Regions from separate parts of the Mus musculus genome. Here region 2 is linked to region 1. The links are chromatin contacts, called in public Hi-C maps. All regions are on one chromosome and are shown on one strand. Each heading gives the region's core, a stretch centred on a gene start, on an enhancer-like site or on the middle of the called end of the contact. The rest is flanking DNA. Distances are from core to core; before and after follow the strand shown.

The links. Hi-C and Micro-C count contacts between places; a contact is called where the count stands out from the background.
Region 2: a contact with region 1 is called in a Hi-C map of B cells, with 8 read pairs. The contact joins the promoter of Padi6 here to the promoter of Tmco4 in region 1.

What each region holds. Positions count from the first base shown.
Region 1 is chr4:138,970,451-138,976,048 of GRCm38.p6, forward strand. It overlaps Tmco4 (transmembrane and coiled-coil domains 4), which reads left to right and starts at 2,455. Exons shown (of 17, transcript NM_029857.3): 1 at 2,455-2,837.
Region 2 is chr4:140,741,353-140,746,592 of GRCm38.p6, forward strand. It overlaps Padi6 (peptidyl arginine deiminase, type VI), which reads right to left and starts at 1,291. Exons shown (of 16, transcript NM_153106.2): 1 at 1,137-1,291; 2 at 406-583. The coding sequence starts at 1,228. It overlaps Padi4 (peptidyl arginine deiminase, type IV), which reads right to left. Exons shown (of 16, transcript NM_011061.2): 16 at 4,156-5,005. The coding sequence ends at 4,772.

The DNA of each region.
Region 1 (5,598 bases), core at 1,205-3,704:
TGCCCTCATTTGATCAAATAACTACTGCCCCGTGTCTTAGCTTGGGACCTAGACCCACAGCCCCTGTCATTCCTGGCTTAGGGTGGGTCCCAGCCAAGGTATCTTTGGGGTCCCTGGGCAAAGATATTCTAATACTACTGTCTCTTTGAAGATGACCTGGTCCCAACCATCTTCTGGAACATCAGAGCTTGGGGACAAGAGTACAGGCAAGGTCACTGCTGCCCTGGAGTGGGCAGAGAAGTCAGGCAGTGCTGCAGGGGGATGTGAGTGGAAAGGACAGGCAAGAGGCCTCGAGTGCAGGGCCAGGCTCTGGTCCACACTGAAGGTCTGAACCTTCTTTCATCCCCTTGGAAATGAGAGGGTAGCTCTAGGTTCATGGAGAGACCCTGCCTTGAAGGAAAAAGTGGAAAGTGACAGAACTGGATACCTGATATCCTCCTCTGACCTAAAAAGAGGGACGGGGCTATACTTCCAAAGTTCAACACTCATTCCAGATCCTGGGGCCAACCTCCAATAAAGACAAGAGAACCTTTGACATCCCTCCCGTAATATGATACATTTTAAAAGTCTGAGACAAATACCCTGGTGATACAAAATTCATTATTAGCTAGTACATAGCCACATGTTAAAAGGCCTTAAATCACTCAGGGAGAACACTATCCTCACTTCTTTCTGTGGAGAGGCCCGTTTGCTGCCCTCAGACTCTAAAAGCAGGGCCCGCAGGGCCCACTCCTTCATTATGGATGTCAAGGGAAGGAACCTGCCAGGCCAGGGCCCTGCCACCGAGCTGTAGCCTTCCTCGCCTTTTTATTTTTGAGACATGGTCTCACTAAATTACCTAGGATGACCTTTGACTCATTGTAAAGCCCCCAGAAGGCCTCAAGCCTGTGATCCCCCTGCCTCAGCCTTGGCACCACGCTGCAACAAGGAGCTGTGGTTTCACCATCAGGCCCTGCTGATCCTTTTAAACAAAGGCAAAGCAGGGCTTAGCTCAGAGGCAACCTGTAACTACAGTAAGGATGCAAGCTGTCACTTGCTTAGCAAACGTGTGTGACAAGGGCTTTAGAGCGACCAGCGGACAGGAGAGTTTCAGAAATAGTGCAGAGTCCTCAGCAAAAATCCATGTGACCTTTGCCTTACTTTCCAATCTTAACACTGATACATTGGACAAGATTTTTTTAAAAAATCAATATTGATATGTGGCTATGGACTAAAAGCAGAGGAGTCACTCGCAGTGTTCTCCCTGCGTCTTTACTGTCCCCAAACCCCACCTAAGCGATCACTTTGTTTTGAGTATGTCTTCTTTTCTAAAACTATTTTCCATATTGATTTTCTTTATCCATTGTGATTCTGTTTTCCATTAGAGAATGACCGTTTTTTTTTAACTTTCAGAGTTACATTTATTTTTTTTTAATATCAAGAACTTACTAAAATCAACTTATGCTGAAATTAAAAAAAAAAAAAAAACGGCAGCTGTCTCACATCTGAAAGGCTAAGGTAGTTAGTTGCTCAGGCTGAGGCTGGCTACTTCAGCTCAGGACCGCTTCTTAATCGGTGGCCTCTGGTCACTCCAATCCTCCATTCCTCATAGACAACAATAGGATCTTTTAAAATTCCATGATATTTGCGGGGGGCGGGGGGAGCGTGCCACCTTGGTATGGTTATTTCCCCAACTTAGTGATGCCCAGAATCTCAGCTAGAATCCTTCAACCCTCCACAACTGTCCTTTTTTGACCTACAATAACCTCCTAGCTCTTCTAGGTCCTGATTGGCCGATAGAGAGATCAGGTGATGGAGGCCCTCTAGCGTTCCAGTCGGATCCTGAGTCATAAGGCTCCCTGCTGGAATGCCGCACGTCTCATCTGTCCGCTCGAGAACTTTTTCCATTTCCAACTCCAGCCTATCTTCTCCAGGGGAAAGAGCAACGACGTCAGAGGTCATGGTGACTCAGATTCCAGCCCTGACCAGGATGGCCACCTACTTCCTCACCTGTAGATTAGGTGTGATGAAATTTCACAGGTTGCCTGGGCAACCAAGAGCCGGCTCCCAAATGAGGAGAGCGGAGGATGAGGCATGGGAGACAACCCCCCCTTCCATTCTTGGGGTCTTTAAGTTCTAGTGTGGGATACCCAGATTATAAATTGGCAAACAGGAAAACAATCAACTTCAGTGTTAAATACTACGATTAAAATATGGGCCCGAAGGCCTGGTGTGCTAATCCATAACCTTGCTGGCACGTAGTAGGTGCTCAGCAAATACTTGTTCAAAGACTAGAGCTGAGTGGGTGGCTAGTCTAACAGGAATGGAACCCCAAAACGGAGGCCCGTGGGACGGAAGAGCCACGGGTGCAACGACTGGCGAGCATTAGAGAAAGTGAAAGAACGATCAGAAGGCGTGGGTGTTGCAAATTTCACCGAGCAGTGTGCACAGGAGGGGGAGGCACCTTCTGGGACAGGCTCTTTTCAAGTGTGGCGGCAAAATTTGGAAGCTTCCCCTTCAAGTGTCTGCTCGAACTCCCCTCATGCCAGCCCAGCCCCTGGTGAGCACTCTCTGCAGACCCCTCCTGTGCCCCGCGCTCTCGCTTCCTGGGGAGCGGGAGACACAGAAGTGCGGGTCCCGTCCCAAGGCCAGCACCCGGGCGATGGCTTTGGTGGCTTAGGTGGCGGTGCGCCCGGCCCAGCCCGGAAGGCCCGGGCCCTAGGGCTGCGCAGGCGGGACCGGCCCGGGCCGGTGTGGGGCGGCTGGGCCAGGGAGAGAACAGGCGGGGAGCGCCAGGGCGGGAGCTGCGGGGCTGCCAGAAGTTCTGCCGTCGTCCCATCCGTCGCTGCCGCCTCCAGGTAAGCCCGCGGGGAGCCCCGATCGTCCCCACGCCGCCTCCACTGCGCTTCCGAACCCGGAAGTGCTCTCGGGACTCCTGAGTAGCTGGAGGGGAAACTGATGCCAACGAGCATGCCAGCGGCCCCCGCCTGCCAGCACAGCCCAGGGCACCGGTCGCTGGGTTTGAAGGGAAGAAAGGACCTTGCTCAAGGTCACGCAGGGTCACTGGACGCCCCCTGCGTACTGGGAGCTCCAGGCACCCACTCCCACCCTCTGTGTCTCCAGACTCAGTTCCCCGAGGCCTGGGAAGCCCTAGAGTCCCGGAAAGGCCCGGCCCCTTCCTGCTGTGACGGGGGCGTGGCTTCTCGCCCCGCTGCGGGTTTTTACAGAGTAGGGGACATTTCACATTACAGGTTTTTACATCCGGGAAAACTGAGTCTGGGAACAATGGGATGATTTTGGCCAGGACCAGGCAGTCAGAGCAAAGAGGTTAACTAGGGTGAGCTGACTTCAGAGTTTGACCCAGTGTTAGGTTCAAAACTGGCCTCCATGATGTCCTTGTCCTTGCCAGGGGTGACCCAGAGTAGAAGCTGGGGCTGGCTAAATCTGCAGGTTTGATCCTGAGGCCACTGCTGCCTTCAAGTAGGAGGGAACACACCCCTGTAGGGCTTCCCAGGACGCCACTCACGGGGTATATTTATTGAGCACCTACTATGTGTCATCGTGTAGGCTCTGAAGACACAGTAGTGAAGACTCCTCAGGGTGAATCAGCTAGGCAGAAAGACAAGGCCACCAAAATCCCCAATTACCCAGTATGTTTGAGAAGTCAGGAAGGAACCCAGGGCCCCATCCTCCTAGTTAGAACCCTACCAAACCGCCTGAACCTCTGGGCATCACCGAAGATGCTGCTTCCAGCCTCAGTTTCCCACTCCCCTGGACTTAAAAGATGCCCTCAAGGAACTTGAGCCTGGCTCTGCCACTTCCTCTCTGTGTCACCTTGGGTGTCACCCTGAACCTTCATTTCCTTATAACACAAGAGGATCATGGATTATAATTCTTCCCAGTGCTGAAGATCGTGTCAGGATGCTTCATGAATTGGAAAGCACAGTACCCAAATCAAAAGTAAATTAAAGCCAGGCATGGCGATGGTGGCATAGACCTTTAATCCTGGTGCTTGGGATTTAATCTCAAACTGTGAGTTCGAGACTGACTTGGTCTACATAGTGAGTTCCAGGGGACAATGAGGGCTATGTAGAGAAACTGTCTTTAAATTAGATAGATAGATAGATAGATAGATAGATAGATAGATAGATAGATAGATAGATAGATAGATAGATAGATAGAGATAGAGATATATACACCTTTAATCCCAGCACTTGGGAGGCAGAGGCAGGCAGATCTCTGTGAGTTTGAGGCTAGCCTGGTCTAGAGTGAGTTCCAGGACAGATGGGGCTCAAAGAAACCCTGTTTTGAAAACAAAACACGGGGCTGGAGAGATGGCTCAGCGGTTAAGAACACTGGCTGTTCTTCTAGAGGACCTGGGTTCAATTCCCCCACATGGCAGCTCACAACTGGCTGTGATACCTGCCCCAGGGGATCTGACATCCCCCCCCCACATCCCCCCCCACAAATATACATGTAGTCAAATCACCAAAATACATAAAATTAAAAATAAATAAATAAAAATTTATTTGCTTGGGATGCTGAAGACAAAACTCAGGCTTTTTTTTTTTTTTTTACAAAAACCACTGAGCTATGCCTCAAACGAGCAGAGATGCCTGCCTTTTCTTTCTTTCTTTCTTTCTTTCTTTCTTTCTTTCTTTCTTTCTTTCTTTCTTTCTTTCTTTTCTTTCTTTCTTTCTTTCTTTCTTTCTTTCTTTCTTTCTTTTCTGAGACAGGGTTTCTCTGTGTAGCCCTGGCTGTCCTAGAACTCACTCTGTAGACCAGGCTGGCCTCAGAGATCCACTTGCCTCTGCCTTTCAAGTGCACAACCATTGCCTGCCTCAGAGATGCATTTCCTCACAGGTCTAGTGACTTGACAGCCTGTTCTCCTCAGTAGAGAAACCTTAGCCACACACAGAGCTGGGGTGGCCGACTTCCAGGTGAGGAGGCTGAGGCTCCCTCCAGGGCTGGAAACATAACACCCACCTCACACCCAGCATTTCCTGTTTGTTTTCCTCCAGACTCTCACAGGCTCAGACAGTCAGGGTGTATTCCTCAGCTTCCTGAAAGGCCCCCAGCAAGCTGTGACCTCTCGGGAACACCTTGACTTCTTTTACAAAACACCAGTCTGCAAGCTTGACACGGGACTGAAGGAACATTTCAGGGTGACAGAACTCTTGGAGCCTTTGTAGGCCCAGGCTCTAGCGTGGCTAGGGACACAACTGACTGGTTTAGCTTGCTGCTTCTCAGCCTGAACTTGGACTGGGAAGGCCAGACCCAACCCAAGCCTGGGCTTGGTGGATGTGGGACCTGAAGGTGGTCTGTACATTAGATTGTTGATAGTCCTCTTGTACTCCTTCAGTGGTTTTTCAGACTCATGTAGCCCAGGCTGGCCTTGAACTCACTATGTAGCCAATGATGACCACCTAGGTTTTCTGATCCTTCAGCCTCCACCTCCTGGGATAAGACAGATGGAAAAGGGGGGTGCGGGTGGGGACACAGAGCTTCATGCATGCTGGTCAAACACTCTCCCAGCAGAGATCCTGGGCTCTGAAATACTGCATTTCAGCGTAGACTCCTGGTACAGAGGAGTAGACAGCCAGAGAATGTGTTATGGAA
Region 2 (5,240 bases), core at 41-2,540, 1.8 Mb after region 1:
AAAGCAGTTGTCGCTCACTAAAGTCGTTTGCCCTGGCTTGGAGCTGGCTCTGTAGCTCAGGTTAGGACCTCCAACTGCTGACCCTCCTCCTGGTTAATTGGGCTTAATAGGTATGCACTGCTCAGCTCAGGGTACAACACTGGTTCTGGCCCGACTCAAGGTACAGTGCTTACCCAAGTGAGCCACTCGCTGAAGGAAACTGCCTTCCGCCGACACATAGATGGGCAGGTTCCGCCCACTCACCATCCCTTAACTGCCTCTCTCTCCCTGCCCACAGACAGCTGCAGCTGGGTCTGCCTTGGGTAGGCAGGCCTGTTGCCAATGGCCTTCAGCTAGGCTTGCCAGCTTCCACATTGAGATCACCTGGGTAGGTTAAAGGTTACCCCTCTCCCCTCCATGGCTCACCTTGTCTTCATCCACAGTGGGGCTGGGCGCCACCATCCTCACCAATGCCACTGTGGGATGGTTCATTGACCTCCAGACCACAGTGTCCTCTTTGCCAGCGATGACGGAGCTAGAGATGTGGATCAAGATCCTGGGGGAACCACGGATGGTGAAAGACTTGCACTTGTCTGGTGCACACCTGGTTTGAAGGAGACAATACAGGTTAGAAGACTCACCAACCGATGAGGCGACAGGGTTCCAGGACAGCCCCCGATCTGGAGTCTGCATCCATCTTACGGAATTGAGGAGAGTTGTCAGTGAAGCTTGTGGGGGGGGGGGCGGGCGCTAACGTCTTCAGCCTCTCTTACCATCTCGACCCCCAGGACCTCCACGCCTTTGATGGATGTCCCACCCCAACCTCCCGCTCCCCCAAAGCCTCCTTGTGAGGATCACATCTTCATTTTACATACAAGCCTCAGCTTCACAGTCATGGAGTGAGCAGATGCCAGAACCGTAAGACACAACCCCCGCCTACTCAAGGACACCTTCGAAGCTAACAGGGATCTTGCAAGAGGCAGAGAAAGCTGTAAGTCAGTATCCCGAGCTGGGATGGGAGGGCTCTCAGAGACCAAGCCAGATTTCCTTGGGGTCGGTCAGTTCAGCTGAGAGCGCTAACCTCGGACTTCTGGGCACAGGGACTCTGCCCAGACCCTCCCTTCTCATTACCCCTACAGACACCCGCTAAGCCTTACTTGCTGATGTCCAAGGTGATTTCCATGCCTACCATGCAGAGGGCATGGGTGGGATTGACCAGAGACAGGCTGAGTGAGTTCTGAAAAGACATGGCTGGGCTTACCAAGCTAGCCACTGTCAGCAGTCCTTACCCACCAGAGTAATTGCCTAGGACGGTGGGGCTTCCTGGCCTTCCTCTTTAGTAGAGGTAAGGACCACCCCAGCCCGCCCCCTTGTTAAGGGTTCACAGGTGAGCCTGGAGGAGGAGGAAGAGGAGAAGGAGGTAGGGGGAAGGGTGAAGGGAGAGATCCTTCTACTCAGCATCAAAGTTTTAGCAGCTGCTGCCTGTAGACCCTGCAGCCCTAGGAAATTGGAGTCTAACAGCTTGGGGCTCTGCCCTTCCCACTGGTCTGGGTGCTACATCTCAAGATTATGGGGGAGTCTTGGTTCTAGGACAGTAGCTCTCAACCTGTTTTGGCCTCAAGGCTGGGATGGTGGTGGTGTCACACATCAGATATCCTGCATATTATGATTCATAACAGTAGCAAAATCACAGTTATGAGGTAGCAACGAAATAAGCTTATGGTTGGGGGTCACCACCTGTATTAAAGGGTTGCAGCACTAAGAAGGTTGAGGACCACTGTTCTAGGATGTGTGCTTCTTGGCAGCTAGTGGGGGTACTTGGTAAAGTGCTATGCTCACAGAAGTGTCAGGAAGCTATAGCTAGCTCTGCAAATCCCTGATCCTGGCAGGCAATCTGCATCCTTTTCCCGGGTGATAACGATGATAAGCCAGTCAGTCACAGCTGTGTCTCTTGTTAGCATCAGGGCGGGTAGGGTGGGGGATGGGCAGCAGGAGCTGGTGCATGGGCTAGACCTGTGCAGCCTGGCTTACAGCTGTTATCCCTTTAGGCTGACCTCTGACCTTCACATGTGCACTGTGGTGTGAGAACACACACACACACACACACGAAGCAGAAAGGAAATTGTATATCTACTGTGCAGTTCAAAACTGCTAAAATGGGGGGGGTCAGCATTCTCGTGCCCTGTGGAGTCGCTGAGATGACACATACATCTTTGAGGTTCATGGTCTCTTCAGTATTGGCATTCCTAGATCAGACTACAAAGCCACACATGGTAGTCCCTGCCTGTCACCTGTTCAGCACCCACACTGAGGCAGGAGGATTTCTGTGAGTTTGAGACCAGCCTGGGTTTCAGAATGATGCTCTGTTTCAAAAAGCCGCCAAATTCTGTATTGCATTCCATAGTATATGTATGTGTTGTCAGGGGGGAAAAAAAGATCCAGCTGAGGTAGGCTAGCCTGTGATTACCGAGTGACTTCAAGTCTAGATTGGTCAATTTAACAAGACTGTGCCAATGTTCTGAAAAGGGGATAGGTGGGAGCATAGCTCCTTGGTAGAGAACTATCTGCCTCCACGTCCCTGTTATTTGCTCATTAAGAGCCGAGCATGGTGGCTCACGTCTGCAATCCCAGAACTGGGTAGATGGAGGCAGGAGGAACAAGAATAGGGAGCCAGCCTAGGTTAATTAAGGAGATTCTGTATGGAAACTTCATATTTCCCAGAAGACCTTGGTGCAGGGCACAGCCTAGAGAGAGCAGCCTCCATTACTCTCTTTCTCCATTCTACTGGCCTCTCAGAGAAGGAGCTAGCTCCCAGCCGCCTCAGAGGTGCATACCTGCATCCACGCACCCAGGAGGCTCAAGCGGGAAGATGGTTACAAGTCTGAGGGCAGCCTTGGCTAAAAAAGGAGTTTCAGACAGACTAGGGCTTCTAGGAAGACCCTGTCTCAATCAATCAATCAATCAATCAATCAATCAATCAATCAATCAATCCGAAGCTGGAAGAGGCAGAGAGGAGCTCTCTTGGGGGACCTGGAGAGGGAAGGGAACAGCCACCCAGCTACTCAGCTTCCCGCCAAGTAAAATTGCTTTGGTCCCAGTATGAGAAACTGGGTCCCTTCCTGGGGTTTAGGAACACCTGGTCTGTGGAACACCTGGTCTGTGGCATTTACCACGTCTGTCTCAGAGCACTCTTAGGCAGTCTCTGAGGGAGGGGGATGAAGGGAATTTTTGGCTTGATGAGGTTAAAGAAAAGTCAGGACTGGCCAGGTAGCTCAGTGGGTTAAAGACGTTCACCACTGAGCCCGATGTGCAGAGCACGCATGGTGGAAGGAGGAAAGTGAGTCTCACAAGCTGTCCTCTGATCTCCACATGTGCACTGTGGTCTCTCTCTCTCTCTCTCTCTCTCTCTCTCTCTCTCTCTCTCTCTCTCTCTCTCTCTCTCTCTCACAGTAGGGCATGGTGGCCACACTTCTAGTCCCAGTACTTGGGAGGCAAAGGCAAGTAGCATGTGTGACACACCAGCGCCACCCAGTGCATGCCTGTGGCAGTCAAAGGACAGCTTTGTAGAGGCAGGTCTCTCTCCCCACCTTTACTCAGGTCCTGGGGACCAGCCTTGGCTCACCATTGGTTTCATGGCAAGTGCCTTTCCCCACTGAGCCATCTCACTGGCCTGAGGAACGTGTTTCTATTTACTCATTTTAATTAAACGTTAATTAATTGTCTCTGGATCTCACTGTGTAGACCTGTTAGCCTGAACTCAATATATAGACCAGCTTGGTCTTGAATTCACAGAGATCCACCTGCCTCTGTCTCCGGAGGGTGGGAGTTAAGGGTGTGTGTCATCACCTTAGGCTCCAAGGAATTTGTGTGTGTGTGGGGGGGGTTGTTTGTTTGTTTGTTTGTTTGTTTGTTTTTTGAGACAGGGTTTCTCCGTGTAGCCCTGGCTGTCCTGGAACTCACTCTGTAGATTAGGCTGGCCTCGAACTCAGAAATCTGCCTGCCTCTGCCTCCCGAGTTATACCTAAGTACACTGTAGCTGTCTTCAGATGCACCAGAAGAGAGCGTCACAGATAGTTGTGAGCCACCATGTGGTTACTGGGATTTGAACTCAGGAACTTTGGAAGAGCAGTCGGTGCTCTTAACCACTGAGCCATCTCACAAGCCCTTTTTTTTTCTTAAGATTTATTTATTATATGTAAGTACACTGTAGCTGTCTTCAGACACGCCAGAAAAGGGAGTCAGATCTCGTTACAGATGGTTGTGAGCCACCATGTGGTTGCTGGGATTTGAACTCATGACCTGCAGTCAATGCTCTTACCCGCTGAGCCATCTTGCCAGCCGTGGTTTGTTTTTTTTTTTTAATTTTTATTAAATATATATAAAGAGAGAGACACATACGGCAGAGTAAATAAGTCAAAAGAGCTGCCAGCCATAGTTGAAGCTTTTTCACCTCATTGGTGCTTTGAAATTGATTCCAATGTGCTTTGCGGAGGGTGGGGCTGGGGGTGTGGAACTCCGTGGTAAACTAAAGATACAAAACTACATCTTTATTGCAGCATCTCTAAGCAGAGCTGAGCTTGCTATGCAAGGACCATTTGAGGACACACAGAGATGGGACAGGAGCCAGATGTGGGTGAAGCAAACATGTCACAGCAGGGACAGTGGCCACCTCTGTGGAAGCCCAACCATCCCCAGATCTCTTGCTGCACCTCGCTGCGGGGTGGGGGTGGGGGTGGGGAGCAGCCACCTCTGGCCAGGACAGTCCTCGAGGGAGGCTGCCTGGGGTAGTGACTCAGGGCACCATGTGCCACCACTTGAAGGTGAAGGGCTTCCTGCGCACATTGGTGCCACAGTGAACCTCCCCGTTGTACACGTGGTAGGTGTAGAAGTCGTTGATGAAGGTGCAGTGCAGACCCAGCGGCTCCAGGTGGGAACGCACCTCCTCCTCCAGGCAGCAGTGGCCATCGATGATGGGCCCAAAGGGCTTGGGGATGCCCAGGTACTTGCCCAGGACCAGCATGTTCACCTGCGGGAGGGTGGGGCCAGATCAGAGGCAACAGCTGTAGGGTAGGTAGGGCCTACAGGTCTCTGGACTAAGACTGGTTCTTTTTCCCTTTTGCATCTCTCTTTCCCCCTCCCTCCCTCTCTCTCCTGCCCTTCCTCCCCTTTTTCTCTCTTCCCTTCATTCCTTTTCCCCTCACTCCTTCTCCCCCTCCCCTCCTTCTCTTTCTCCCCTTCCCTTCCCCTCCTTTCCCCTTCCC